Regions from separate parts of the Sus scrofa genome. Here region 1 is linked to region 2. Evidence: chromatin contacts called from public HiChIP or PLAC-seq data. All regions are on one chromosome and are shown on one strand. The core of a region is the stretch at or near the end of the contact, and the rest is flanking DNA. Distances in the headings are between cores, read along the strand shown. Region 1 overlaps ITGA9 (integrin alpha-9). Region 2 overlaps ITGA9 (integrin alpha-9).

What was found. HiChIP or PLAC-seq counts read pairs in DNA pulled down with a chosen protein or histone mark.
Region 1: an H3K27ac HiChIP or PLAC-seq map of skeletal muscle shows a contact between it and region 2, with 12 times the contacts expected there. The contact joins two enhancer-like sites. A contact is called at or near these places in 3 of 47 Hi-C or Micro-C datasets (embryonic fibroblasts, fetal heart ventricle and liver) and 1 of 2 datasets of contacts at active chromatin or transcription factors (skeletal muscle).

The regions. Positions count from the first base shown.
Region 1 is chr13:22,642,197-22,648,859 of Sscrofa11.1, reverse strand. The region is part of intron 27 of ITGA9 (integrin alpha-9); the gene reads right to left. Among named protein-coding and RNA genes, the nearest start is that of CTDSPL, 62 kb to the left of the region's middle. Within about 2 kb of position 1,614, at least 1 of the 83 cell types and tissues checked has an H3K27ac peak or open chromatin away from gene starts, as enhancers often do. A contact at or near this core is called in skeletal muscle, where this site is marked.
Region 2 is chr13:22,307,322-22,313,940 of Sscrofa11.1, reverse strand. All of the region lies in intron 1 of ITGA9 (integrin alpha-9), which reads right to left. Among named protein-coding and RNA genes, the nearest start is that of ITGA9, 12 kb to the right of the region's middle. Within about 2 kb of position 1,635, at least 7 of the 83 cell types and tissues checked have an H3K27ac peak or open chromatin away from gene starts, as enhancers often do. A contact at or near this core is called in skeletal muscle, where this site is marked.

The DNA of each region.
Region 1 (6,663 bases), core at 365-2,864, 330 kb before region 2:
GGGGCAGCAGTTCACAGAACAGCTGGCAAAGGTCTTGTGTTCTCAGCTTCGATCCTCAAGGCCATTTTCACAAACACTGAGTTCCCTGGAGGTGTCTTCCCAGCATCAGACCACACCTGCCAGAACCCCACTCTCTGACACCCCCATGTGTACACGTCTCTCCTCAAATCTCTACCACCTTCTCCCTTCTGCAAGGGATGTGGAAACGGGGCTTGGCCTGAACATTCTAGATAATTAGAAAAAGGTCATTGCTGCCGTCCTCGAAGCACACCCTCAGGAGGCCAGGAAGACAACCCAAGACTTAATGGAAATGTCTAACTCAGAAGTCACTGCCTGAAACCTCATTCTGTAAAGATAAAGATGTAGTTGACAGGGCTGATACGCTGTTTGCGCCTTCTGTGCTTAGGGGAATGTGATCGTGGAAAGAAGGCTGGATATAACATGAGAATAAGGAGTTCCCATCATGGCGCAGTGGTTAACGAATCCGACTAGGAACCATGAGGTTGTGGGTTCAATCCCTGGCCTTGCTCAGTGGGTTAAGGATCTGGTGTTGCCATGAGCTGTGGTGTGGGTCGCAGATGCAGCTCAGATCCCATGTTGCTGTGGCATAGGCCAGTGGCTACAGCTCCGATCAGACTCCTAGCCTGGGGACCTCCATATGCCGAGGGAGTGGCCCTAGAAAAGGCAAAAAGACCAAAAAAAAAAAAAAATCCAAAAACCCAAAAAACCATGAGAATGAGATTCTTGAGCACGTGACTCTGCTGGAATGTTTCAGTGATCTCAGGTTACTGCTCACCTTAAGCTCAGAGAAGTGACATGTCTCTACTGCGGCACTAATCAAGCAGAGCTTTAACTGCCTGCTCTGTATCATCTCTCACAGTTGTCATTTGTCTCAGGGCTCCTAGGGATTTGTACTTTTTATCCCCAGAGCTCAGCATCTCACCTCTGCTTAATGCCAGTGATAAGCTGCAAAAATGCCCCTGTATCCATGCCCTGGGCCATGTGGCTTTGCAGCAAATCTCAGCAGGAGATGGTGTCTATTTCCTTCACCCTGAATCTGTGCAGTGACTTGCTTTGACACTCAGATGCAATGGAGGTGATGTTATGTCAGTTCCACACTTAGGCCTCCAAGGCCTTGCACACTTACACTCCTGGCTCAATTTCTTGGAAACCTGCCTGGCCTCCATGTGAACAAGTTTGGTCCATTTGCTAAAAGTCCACCTGGCTGAGGTTCTCCTAGATCAGCCAGCCCCCAAGTGCCGGCAGGTGCGGGTGTGAGGCTCCCTGAGACGGAAGCAGGGCTGTTAAGCTCAGTCCAACCCACAGAATTGTGAGCTATGTAGATGGTGGTTGTTTTTAAGTCCCTAAGCTTTGGTTTGTTCATGGCAACAGTTAACTGATACAGAACTCCATATTTTTGTCTGACTTGCTGAATGAATCAACACCTATGGGAAGGGTGGCAGAGGGGCAGCTGACAGATTTGTAGGTGGAAAGAGCAGCACTGGGCCCTGTCTTGTGAGCAAACTTTTCTTGTTCAGCTCTAAGGAGGACAGGTCAGCTTACGCTCTCACAGCTATGCTGGCCTGAGGATTTGACGCAGTTTGCCATCTAGCAGGGATTTAGAGTGCCTAGTTTAACTCTTGTGGGTGTCTCTCCTGAGCTCATGTTTCATGTGTGTTGTATTTGTTACTAACCAAGTGAAGGCCTGCCATCTCCTGCAGGCAGCCAGAAGCAAGCTCTTTTCTCTCGAGTGGTGTCAGCATTGGTCTTAAAAATCCCACCCCCTTGGCAGTGCCCATAGAACTTCTCTTAGAAACAGCCTTGCAAACTTTACACCCCATCCCAATGTTGCAGGGTATCAAGCACCCTGTTCCCAACACAACCTGAGTGTTGTCTCTTAAATGGAAGATTGGAGCTGCCACTGATGTTTGTCGTCCTTTGGAGCCCAAAGACCATTCCACTCTCCTGGGTAGAGAGTGCCCAGTTCAGGAGCTCAGGGTGTGCACTGAATATAATGGGCACTCCTATCACAGATATCATAGAAGTGTATATTTATTACAACTATTTTCCAGCAGATGGCAGTCGAGTGTCTTTCTCTCACAAAACCAGTAGATTCTCTGAGTTTTCTAATAGATGGAAGTAAAGCTTATAGAGGAAGGGGCGCTGTTTTACTAGCCTTTACCAAGATGCTGTACAGTCTAGTGGTGGCTCTATTCAAACTCATATTTCTTACATGATCAAATTTATTCCATTTTTTTCTTTTTTTTTAAAACTGAAGTATAGTTGATTTACAATGTTACGGGTGTACAGAAAAGTGATTCAGTCATACATATATATACATGTATGTACAGACACACATATATATATACTCTTTTTCAGATTCTTTTCCATTATAGGTTATTACAAGATACTGTGTTATACAGTAGGATCTTACTGTTTTTCTATTTTATGTATAGGACTTTATATCTGCTAATCCCAAACTTCTAATTTTTTTTTTTTTTTTTTTTTTTGGCCATGCCTATGGCATGTGGAAAGTTCCCGGGCCAAGAACTGAACCCATGCCAGAGTTGTGGCCTGTACCCTTGCTGGGGCAACACTGATCCTTAACTTCCTGCACTGCAAGGGAACTTCTGATCCCAAATTTCTAATTTATCCCTCCCCTGCCTTTCCCCTTTGGGAACAGTACATTTGTTTTCAATGTCTATGAGTTTATTTTTGTTTTGTAAAAAAGTTAATTTGTATGACATTTTTGATTCCACATATAAGTGATGTCATGTGATATTTGTCTTCCTCTGTCTGACTTACGTCACTTGGTTAATCTCTAGGTCCATCCATGTTGCTGCAAATGGGATTGTTTCACTCTATTTTTTATGGCTGAGTAATATTCCATTGTATATATGTACCACATCTTCTTTATCCATTCATCTGTCAGTGGACATTTAGGTTGCTTCCACATCTTGACTATTGTGAACCAAACTAACTTCATTTCAGAAAAAGAGAGTTTCACCCTCACTGTTGTTTAGAGCCTGGATTTGGCTTTTGATATAGAACCTAAAGCCCAGGCTCTAAGTTTGCCAAACCACTGTGCCATGCGAGGCCTGCCCGGTGCCACAGGACTGACTCAGAAGGGCTGCAACCAGAGAGGTGCTGCAGAGGGAGGCTGGTGTTCTGATTACTGCTCACACTCCCATGAACCACCCCTCCCCGGACCACAGGGCCAGTCATTTCCTGGCTCTGAACCCCAGTGTCTTTGTCTCTGCCCAAGAGACCGATGGCATTGTTAGACCCCTTTCCAGCCCTGAAACACCATGAAGCTTTCCATGTTGCCCCCCTGAGAAGGCTTGGGACTGTAGCCTATGGGGCCCATGGCTGTGTATGTAAGCCCTCGCGTACACACAGGCAGCAGGCACAGAGTCCTTGCCTGACGTCAACTTTTCACAGAGTTTTTGGAAACTTAAATTTCCAATTTTTACATTAAAGTACAGATATATTATCGAGAAGTCTAAAAGTCTTAAACACTAAGACAAATCAAGACTTCAAAGACATTTCTCTCCTGCAGCAGGCCTCCCTCAGGCCTACACTCTCATTCTCATTAGCGCTCATGGGTACTTTGGGGAAAAGCTTGGAGAGATGGCGAGCAAACCTACATTTTTGCAGCCCGCCGAGCCTACCCGGCGGGTGTGGGAAATGACTTGAGATGAGTTAAGCTGGACCCTCAGCAGCCCCAGGCTCAATTCCAACTCAGTGGAGTTTATGTTTTCCTGCACTTCTTCTGGAACCTTCCAGGACTTGCTTTACCACTTGCAGGGCAAAAGGCTCTGTTTATAACTGTTCTGTCCATAGCAGGGGGAACACTCATGGAAAGCCTACAGGAAGAAATACTCCAGCCAAACTTGGCTCCCTTGGAAGCTGAGGGAGCAGGGGCTTTTCTGACTTCCTGTCTGTGTGGGTCCTGACGGGGGCCTGCACCGTCCCGACAGACTCACACAATTTTCTGATATAAACGTGCATCAAAAAGCTGCCAGAAAACCCCAGGGGAAACAGCAGTTTCCCCTAAACAGCTCTAATTAGGAAGATGCTGTGAGAGGCCTGGGGCCCAGGAAGAAATGAGGACTGACTGCGTTCTGGGGTCCACAGCCTACAGCACAGCCTCCTCCTTGCCAGCCCACCTCGGGGTGGGGAGTGCGGGGTGGCTGCACAACCTCACGGAGTCTGGTCCCTGGCGCCGTCTCCACAACCTCAGCCCTGCCTCCTGGGCAGCCATGCCAAGGGCCTCGGACAAGCTCCTTCTTTGGATGGATTCACCCTCCTGTTTACAGTCGCTGCAAGTTCCTTGACTATTTACATAGCACGTCTCTGTCTCGAGATGTCCACAGGGCAACATCAGCCCAATATTTACTTCCAAACATAAATAAGTCCCCATGGAGTGTTTCTGGCACATGGTTTTAATTGAGACAGTGAAGGGTGCGTGTGTGTGTGTGTGTGTGTCCTCTTCTTTGAGGAGAAGCAAGGATGGGTCCTCACAGCACAGCCAGAGGGAAGGTGATAAGCCCAGAGACTCCTGGAGGTGCTGCCAAACCGACACAAAGCTCTGAGCCATTTCACAGATTTATTTTTCTAAGTGTTTCTGCTCAAGGTGAGCAGCAGTGCTTTCTCATGAAATCCAGGAGCCCAAAAGCCAGCTCTGGAGGAGCAGGCTCTTAAAAGAGGGCCGGCCGAAAGACAGTTTGAGATGGTCTCTCTGAGAGAGGGTGGCAAACCCACGGCACAGCCCGCTTCTTCGTGACTTGTGACAGGGAAGAGCTGGCAGGTCCTGGGCCTTTGGGGAAGAGGCTGGTCCCAGGGCTGGCCAGGCAGGCGATGGCACGGCCCTTCGCTCCAAGACAGCTCAGCTTGCAAAAGAGGCAAAAGGGGATGGGGGAAAGGTTCCTGGACTGAAAGGAGTAGAGGAGGATGCAGAGTTTTTCTCCTTCATGGAGTGGTGGCCTGTGGGTTTTGGCACAGTGTACCAGGGACGGGGTTGGTGGGGGGTGCGGAGAGAAGAGGAGGAGGGAGAGAGAAGGCTGGGGCCCTCAATGAGGCTTTTCCTCCTGAAGGAAATACATCTCTGCATCCCCACACTCTCACCACTTGACTCAAAGGCTGGATGAGCTGAAGGCACTTCTTAAATGTGCAAGTCACATATGATCTCTGAACAATTACAACTTTCTCCTCTAAACAGACCTTTACGATTGTCTTGCAGAGGCACCAGGCCCAGGCAGTTTCAAACCCCAGTCAGGAGCTAGAGAAAGGAGAGGGGACTCATTGGATTTTTCTCCCTTAAAAGAGTTTCTGATTTCAAAGTTTTCTTCCTGCATGGTGGTTTGGCAGGCTACGGTAATCCTCGCACATAAAGTTTAAATTATGGCTCCCAGTGTCTGCTAAGGGCCCAGCTCTGGGAAGGCTGATTAGGATCCATTTCAGTATTTGAAGAAGGGTCTGGTTAGCTCGGGGCCCTCGTTGTGGATCTTGCGCTGGGGCCAGGGCCTGCTGCCGCCAAGCATGAGAGAGAGAGAGAGAGAGAGAGAGAGAGAGAGAGAGAGAGAGAGAGAGAGAGAGAGAGCGCGAGCCTGAGATGCCAGTGAGCTGAACTTCTGGAAGGCCCTAGGGTCTGCTCAGAAGCAGAGGAGGAGGTTGAGCATGGGGTGGAGAGCCTGGAGTTCAGCTTTGGAGAAGGCATTTGCTGACCCTATAAGGGGTTTCTATTTAGGATAAGCAGAGCATGATGGGCATGTCAGTGGCACATGGTTACATGTAGGACATACCTAAGTGGCAGTCAGGAGCTTGGGGCCTGGGTTCTTTACTTGGCCAGTCCTGCTCACCCCTCAGGGTGACTGGCTCGGCTACCACCTGCTCACTAAACTGCTTTCCCCAGAGTCTTCAAGCCTGAGTGAGAGCTCTGTTGCTTACTACCCCTGTCCCTTTGCCCCAGGCTGGCCCCAAGAGGCATTCAATACTGTTTGCTGAGTGAAGGCACTGGCCAGCTTGCAAGTGTAAAACATGCTGACTCGCAGGCCTTTGAGACACCAAAAAATCCATCTGCATGGGGCCAGCTGCCTTATGAAGTTTTTGCTACCATGCCACAATATGTTTATATGATACATTTTGGGGAACAACCATTTTGGGCTCATGAGTGCAAGGCAATGGCAAGCAACCATAGGGAGCTGTGTCAGGGGCTATGCCAAAGGGAACTTCAAGAGATGTGGCTCCAGAAAGGGAAGAGGACTTGAACACTGCCCACCTGTCTTCAAAGGCCCAGTGAAGTGTTTCCTGGTAGCCATGGCAACTTGGTACCACGCAGTAGCTCTCCCCTTGAAAGGATTGGAGGGAATAATATGTGAAATACGGTAATAAGCCAGAACCAGTTGGAGGGAACGATATATGAAATATGGTAATATGCCAGAACCAATTAAATCTCCTATGTCACTCAAATATTAGGCCCATTAATCAATAGATGCCTGTGCATTGGACTGTCAATATGATATTAGACCTCTACATATAACACGTCTTTCTTAGGTTACAAAAATAGGAATCTGAGTCAACAAGAGGTCTGTAGGTGAAGTACATCTCATCTGCTCTTTTCAATGTCCTATAAAGTCATTTGATTTAGTTAGTCCTTTAAGG
Region 2 (6,619 bases), core at 386-2,885:
TGGAGGTCTCCAGATCAGAGAGCAGAGGTCCAAAACTCTCAGACTGGCCTTCAGCAAAGGCTGGCAGAACCCCCAGGAGACACCCCCTGCTCTGGCTCAGAGACATGGTGTCAGGTTCACAAGAAGGCATGTGGATCCCATCTTCATTCCCACGGCCCCAGAGCCCACCCTCCAATCCCCAGAAGAGAAAGGGGCTCCTGGCTGGAGCTTTTCATTCTAGGTCAGTCTTAGAGTCAGTATTGGATTCTGTGAGGAGTCAAATCACACCATGCTACTAGGCTCTGACAGGAGCAGGCCCCCAAAAGGGAGGGCACCCCCCAAGTTGCTCACTGCCCCTTAGTAACACCTAGGGATCTGGCCCCCCCCAGGTGTGCCCCAGGCAGCTCCAGCCTCCCCACAATGGACCACGGCTGCAGACACCTCAAGGAGAAGCAGGGCTGGAACCCACTGCCTTTAGAAATCTTAGCAAGCACTTTCCCAAGCAGCCCACACTGCCTCCATCACCCACACGAGGGCAGTTTGGCAGCTTTCACGCAAATGCAGGATGACACACCAAATGAAACTCCAGTAAGAAGAAAGCCACATGAAAGGATTGATTTCCCCCCCTCACTTCTGGGGCTGAGCCCAGGGTGGCTCTCCCCAGCGCCACTTGTTTGCACAGGTGAGAAGAATTAGCAGTCTGACATCCCTCCAGGGCTGAAACCCCCACCGCCTTCCACAAGGCAGGCTGGAGGAGCTGGGGAACATAAAATGCCTCCTCCGCCTGTGGGACGGGGCTGGGTCCAGCAATTCCCACCAACTCCAAATTTATATCAGCACCACGAATAAATGCCACTTGTAATTCATACCATAAAAAAAAAAAAAAATCACAAGCACCAGACAAGGGGGAGAATTCATCACATATAAAGAAAGGGAAGTGGCTGCAAGACACAATGGCCTGCCTCTCTAGCCTGTCCCCCAAATTGGCACTGGAAACCTTTGCCTTTCACAGAGTGCCACTGCTCCAGACTCCTCGGTACAGACACACAGGCAGTCAAGCAGGCAGGACCCTGGAGAGCTTAAATGCCAGTGATACGTCTCCCAGCCGAGAGCTGAGACAGAGAAAGACAGGAATTTATTTTAAAATCACACGTGGAGAAAGAGGAGATCCCTGGTGGCTCAGCAGGTTAGGGTTCTGGCCTCTAACCTGTGGCACAGGTTTGTGGCACAGGTTTGATCCTCGCCCCAGGAACTTCCAAATACCTAGAGCGTAGCCAAAAAAAAATTTTTTTTAAAGATTTGAAGTGGAGAAGGGACCTGCTGAATTATGTTGTCCTTCCAAGTCTGAGGGATTCAAGGGTTCTAATAACAATGGCTGATCAAGCACAGAGAACAACTGTCCGGTTCAAACTCTTCATCCGCTGCTCAGAGGAGAAGGGTTTTCCCCCCAACCCCGTGTAATTGGAAATGAAGCAAGAGAAAAGGGGGTGCATGCACACACATGTGCATGACACTCACAGGGTGGCATGTTGGAGGACGAGCTTGCATCTCTGTTTACAGAACATCGTGGCTTCCTCCGCAGCCTGGCGCTGCTCTTTACCTAGGCTGCTGGCCAGCAAGACTGCTCCACAGGCCAGCTGATGAGCTCGCCTCTTCTGAAGTTAATTCAGCTGGCTTTTCACCAGGTTGATCCCCAGAGACAGGGAAATGGCCCAGAGTCCAGGGTATGCCGTGGAAAAGATACCGCCTGCTCTTTCTCTTGTTCTGAGTTATAGAGACACGTCCCAGCCACTTCAAACATCCCCCAACATTTTTCCTGGCACTCTTGACAAGACAACGAGATGTTTCTTTCCTCTGCACCGTTACCATCAAAAGGAGCTGAGCAGCCCCAATGATAAATCACCAGGCTGATGCTGACCTTTGCTGGCTACTACTTCACGTGTGGTCCATCAGAGCAGCAGCATGGAAAACACGTGGGAGCTTGATGGGACCGCAGAATCTCAGGCCTGCTAAATCAGAACGTGCATTTTAACAAGCTCTCCAGGTGACTTATAATCTAAGAAGTGTTCTAGAACCACCTACACCAATTACAAATGACCATGTTCATCTGCAGCCAGCACAGAGAGATGGCCCTGAGAAGCGAGGCTCTCCTCCTGTCCCATCCCCAGTTGATGATGTGCAAACTTTTAGGACATTTTAGGGTCTCCTCCTTAACTCAGAACTCTGGTTACAAGTTACAAGGACAACCAGCCCAGAGGGAGCACTTGGGGCGTACAGGTGCTGGGCTAGGCTCCCTCTGTGCAGAACTGTGTTTAATCATCAGGGCAAGCCTAGGTGACACCAATATTATCCCCACTTTACAGATGAAGAAGTAGGTGGTCAGAGCCCCCAAAAGCATGGTAAAGACGCCAAGCGCAGCCCGCAACCAGACAGTCAGGTGCAGAGCCCACTCTCCTGTCAGCCAGAAAGGTGGAAGCATCCTCTCTGTTGCCAGCAGCTCACACGTAACTTTGGAAAAGGCAAGTGAGTCTCTGCAGGTGGCCCGAGATTAAAACCTAGAAGTTTCATCCCCAAAAGACAGACAAGAGGGTTGGAACTTAAAGGCAGTCCTTCTCTTCCCCATCAGGCTGAATTTCGATTGCCTTCTTGCTTTCCTAAAATGTTCCCATTGCAGCATGGAGCTGCCTGCCCAGGGGTTAGTCTCTCTTACTGAGCAGTTCAGACACCTATTTGGGAAAGTGGGCCCATCTGTTTGTCTGCCAGTCCAGGTATGCTCAGGAGATGAATGATTTCCTGCTTGAGGCAATCCTATCGGCAGCTGCTAGTGTGCATTTTAATCAAAGATGGGGAGTGACAAGGCTGATAAGTAGCAGAGCTGGGATTTGAACCCAGGGCATTCGTGTTCAAGGGCATGCCGTTTCCTGTAACTGCCGCCCCCCCCACACACACACAACTTCCTCCTACAGTGGCAATTTAAATGCTCTTCATTTTTTTCCAACACAGCCACTTCCTTGGTTGACCTTTGTATGGAAGCTGGTCACTGAGGCTCCAATCTGGGCTCCCAACCTGCTCTGAACCCATCCCGCACCTCCTGAGAGCAACCCTGGGTCACTTCCCAAGAGAGCAGGTGGCAGAAAAGGTTTGGACCACAGCTACCTCCCTGGGGAAGGCCAACATCACCCCCAGAGGCTCCCTCCTTCCCCACAAATACCACAGCAGTGATTCCACAGGGCGAAATTACAGTCAGATCCAAGACAGCAACTGGAGATTAGAAACCTTAAACCCATTGGGTTTGCCTTCATGCATTTGATCCCCAAACCAAAACTTCCTCAGGGACCCACACTTTGGTCACAGGAGTGGAATTCAATCACTGCGTGTCCACCACACCTCAGGAAAACCCCAGGAATCCCTCCACATCCCTTACTGGGCAAAACGCAGCCGAGACCTGCACAGACGGCAAGTCAGTGCCAGGAAAGCCACCTGATCACACCAAGTCCTTCACTCCGAGAGAAGGAAACAGGTGGTATTCCATGCCCAACTGGGAAAGAACAGAGGCACAGGCAGGGTCCCACCCTGGAGAGGAATTAGCCCCCCTGGCCATTCTAGAAGGGAGTAAAAGGGTCCTTAGAAACTGCTGCTCTGGCTCAGGGCTCAGGTCCCAGTAGATGCAGCTGGAGAAGGAAGCACAGCAAAGAGTCGAGGTTTTCCTTCCCCATCTGAGAGCACCAAGTAAACATTAAAATCCAAGAGGCAGGAGTTCCCATCATGGTGCAGCAGAAATGAATCCAACTAGGAAACGTGAGGTTGCTGGTTTGATCCCTGGCCTCGCTCAGTGGGTTAAGGATCCAGTGTTGCCATGAGCTGACACAGCTCAGATCTGGCGTGGTTCTGGCTGTGGCGTAGGCCAGCGGCTACAGCTCCAATTAGACCTCTAGCCTGGGAACCTCCACATCTTGCAGGTGTGGCCCTAAAAAGACAAAAAAAAAAAAAAAAAAAATCCAAGAAGCAGAGCAAGCTCCGAGAGAACTCTGAGAGGTCTGATTCTTTTAGTCTTTCTCTTGGTTTCTGGGCAAAATTTTCTTCTCCAAGAAAAGTAAGTCAATAACTTTACATTTACTTTTTCTAAAATGTCATCAGCACCTTAGAAGTGTGGACTTATGTCCCAGATGTCAGGCCAGAGCTTCCCAGAATGGAAGTGACCTCCCTCCTGCTCTCTGAGAGAAGGAAGAGGCATGCAAAATGCTAGGATTTCCCTCACACCTGTCAGGATGGCCATCGTCAAAAAGGCCACAAATAACCAAGGTCGGTGAGGATGTGGAGAAAAGGGAAGCCTTGTACACCAGTTGTGGGAATGTAAGTTGGTGCAGACACTGTGGAAAATAGTATAGAGTTTCCTCAAAAAACTAAAAATAGAACTCCCACATGACCCAGCAATTTCACTCCTAGAAAACAAAAACACCAATTTGAAAAAGATACGTGCAACCCAATGTTCAATGCAGCACTATTTACAACAGCCAAGACATGAAAGCAACCTAAGTGTCTATTAACATATGAGAGGATCAAAACCACACCACACCAAATCCTTGTATATATGGATACAAATATACAATGGAATATTACTCGGGCATAAACAAAGAATGAAATAATACCATTTGCAAGTGCATGGAGGACCTGAAGGCATTATGCTTAGTGACATAAGTCAGAGAAAGACAAATACTGTATGTTATCACTTAAATGTGGAATCTAAAAAACAAAACCAATGAGTGAATAAAACCAATGAGTGAATATAACAGAAACAGTCTCACAGATGCAGAGAACAAAACAGCTGTTACCAGGAGGGAGAGGGAAGGAGGGAGGGGTTAGACAGGGAGCAGATTAAGAGGTACAAACTACTGTGTATAAAATAAATACACTACAAGCACATACTGTATAGCACAGCATAGGGAATACAGTCAATATTTTATAACTTTAAATGGAGTATAATTGCATAAAAATATTGAACCACTATGTTGTACACTTGAAACTCTATAAAATCAACTATAAAATTTTTTTAGTAGTTCCCATTGTGGTTCAGCGGTAATGAATCTGACTAGTATCTATGAGGATGCAGATTCGATCTCTAGCCCTGCTCAGTGGGTTAAGGATCTGGCACTGCTGTTGAGCTGTGGTATAGGTCACAGACATAGCTCAGATCTAGCATTGCTGTAGCTGAGACATAGGCTGGCAGCTATAGCTCCTATTCGAGCCTTAGGCTGGGGGCTTCCATATGCTGTGGGTGTGGCCCTAAAAAGCAAAAAAAAAAAAAAAAAAAAAAAAAAAATTAGGATTTTTATAACTCTAGGATTTACAATCCCACAGGGCTCCAATTAGTCATCTCAGATCCTTTTTTGGAAGCAAACAGACATATACATGAATACAAAGAAATGCAGATTTATGTACATACAGCATGACCAAAATTTTAGAGACCACATCTAATAGTGTCTTACACAAGACTCTTTCATTCATTTCTGTACTGAGTGCTGACACTCAAATTTCATGAATGAATGAATCAACACATGTACTAAAAGTAAACTTTTAGTATCTAAAGTCAGGATGAAGATGACTGTTTGTTTCAAACATCAAAGTAACATCAGAAATAGCTACTCATATTTATCTAAGGTTTACTATGTGCTGCCTGTTATGTTCCAGGTTCTGCAGACATCATCTCATTTAACCCCCCCACAACATAATGAATGACAACACTTATTAAATTGTCTTCTTTTACAGAGGAGGGATTGAGGCTCAAATAGCTGAAGTAACTTGCCAATAACAGACAGCTCCTCACTGGGGGCTAAGCCAGGCAGGCAGTCCCCCTTTTACAGCACAGACCAAAGATCTGGTTGTTGCTGGGGAACCAGGGGTTACAATGAAGGCCGAGACAGGAAGAACCCTACCCCACTGCAGAATCTGGAAAAGAGGTATCAGGACCCTGTGCGGCCTTTGGGGTATCCAGGACACAGCCAACTTTGAGACCTGCGAGCATTGTAGCATTTTTAACACTGGACAGTCCAGAACGGGTGGGAGAGGTCACCTGGGCTTAAATGCTCTAAGGGATGAGCTGAGATGGAGGACATTCATTTCATGTTTTTTATGTTCAGATCTGGGGGACACAAATTACCCTCATTTGCACATGGTTGGCCACTTGTGCAGAAATTCTGATTCCGTATGGAATGGAAGAATTGTTATTATTTTATAATAATAAATAATTGTAATATTCTATTACATATTATTTCATAAATTTTATTATATAATAATATTGTTGTAATTATAATATAATTTCTATAATAATAATAGTTTCCTTAATAATGTTACAAATCCAGGGGTGAATCCTAGCCACTGGCCACCACCTCCCCATCCACTCTCCCAGCAGACCTTCCTGAATAAGCCATGGGAGCCAGCAGGACTGAACCGAGCAGATGGAGGGATGGTAATGAAAGCAGTCCAGGGAGGTTAGGATGGATACATGGAATATGCTAACATGCCCCCTCTTTCCTAGGATACTTGCATCTTAATACAGACCTAGTGACAGAGCAGGCCCTACAAACGCCCTGGCACAATCAAGGCATCTCTGTGCCCTGAGTGATCATGCATCTCTGGAGAG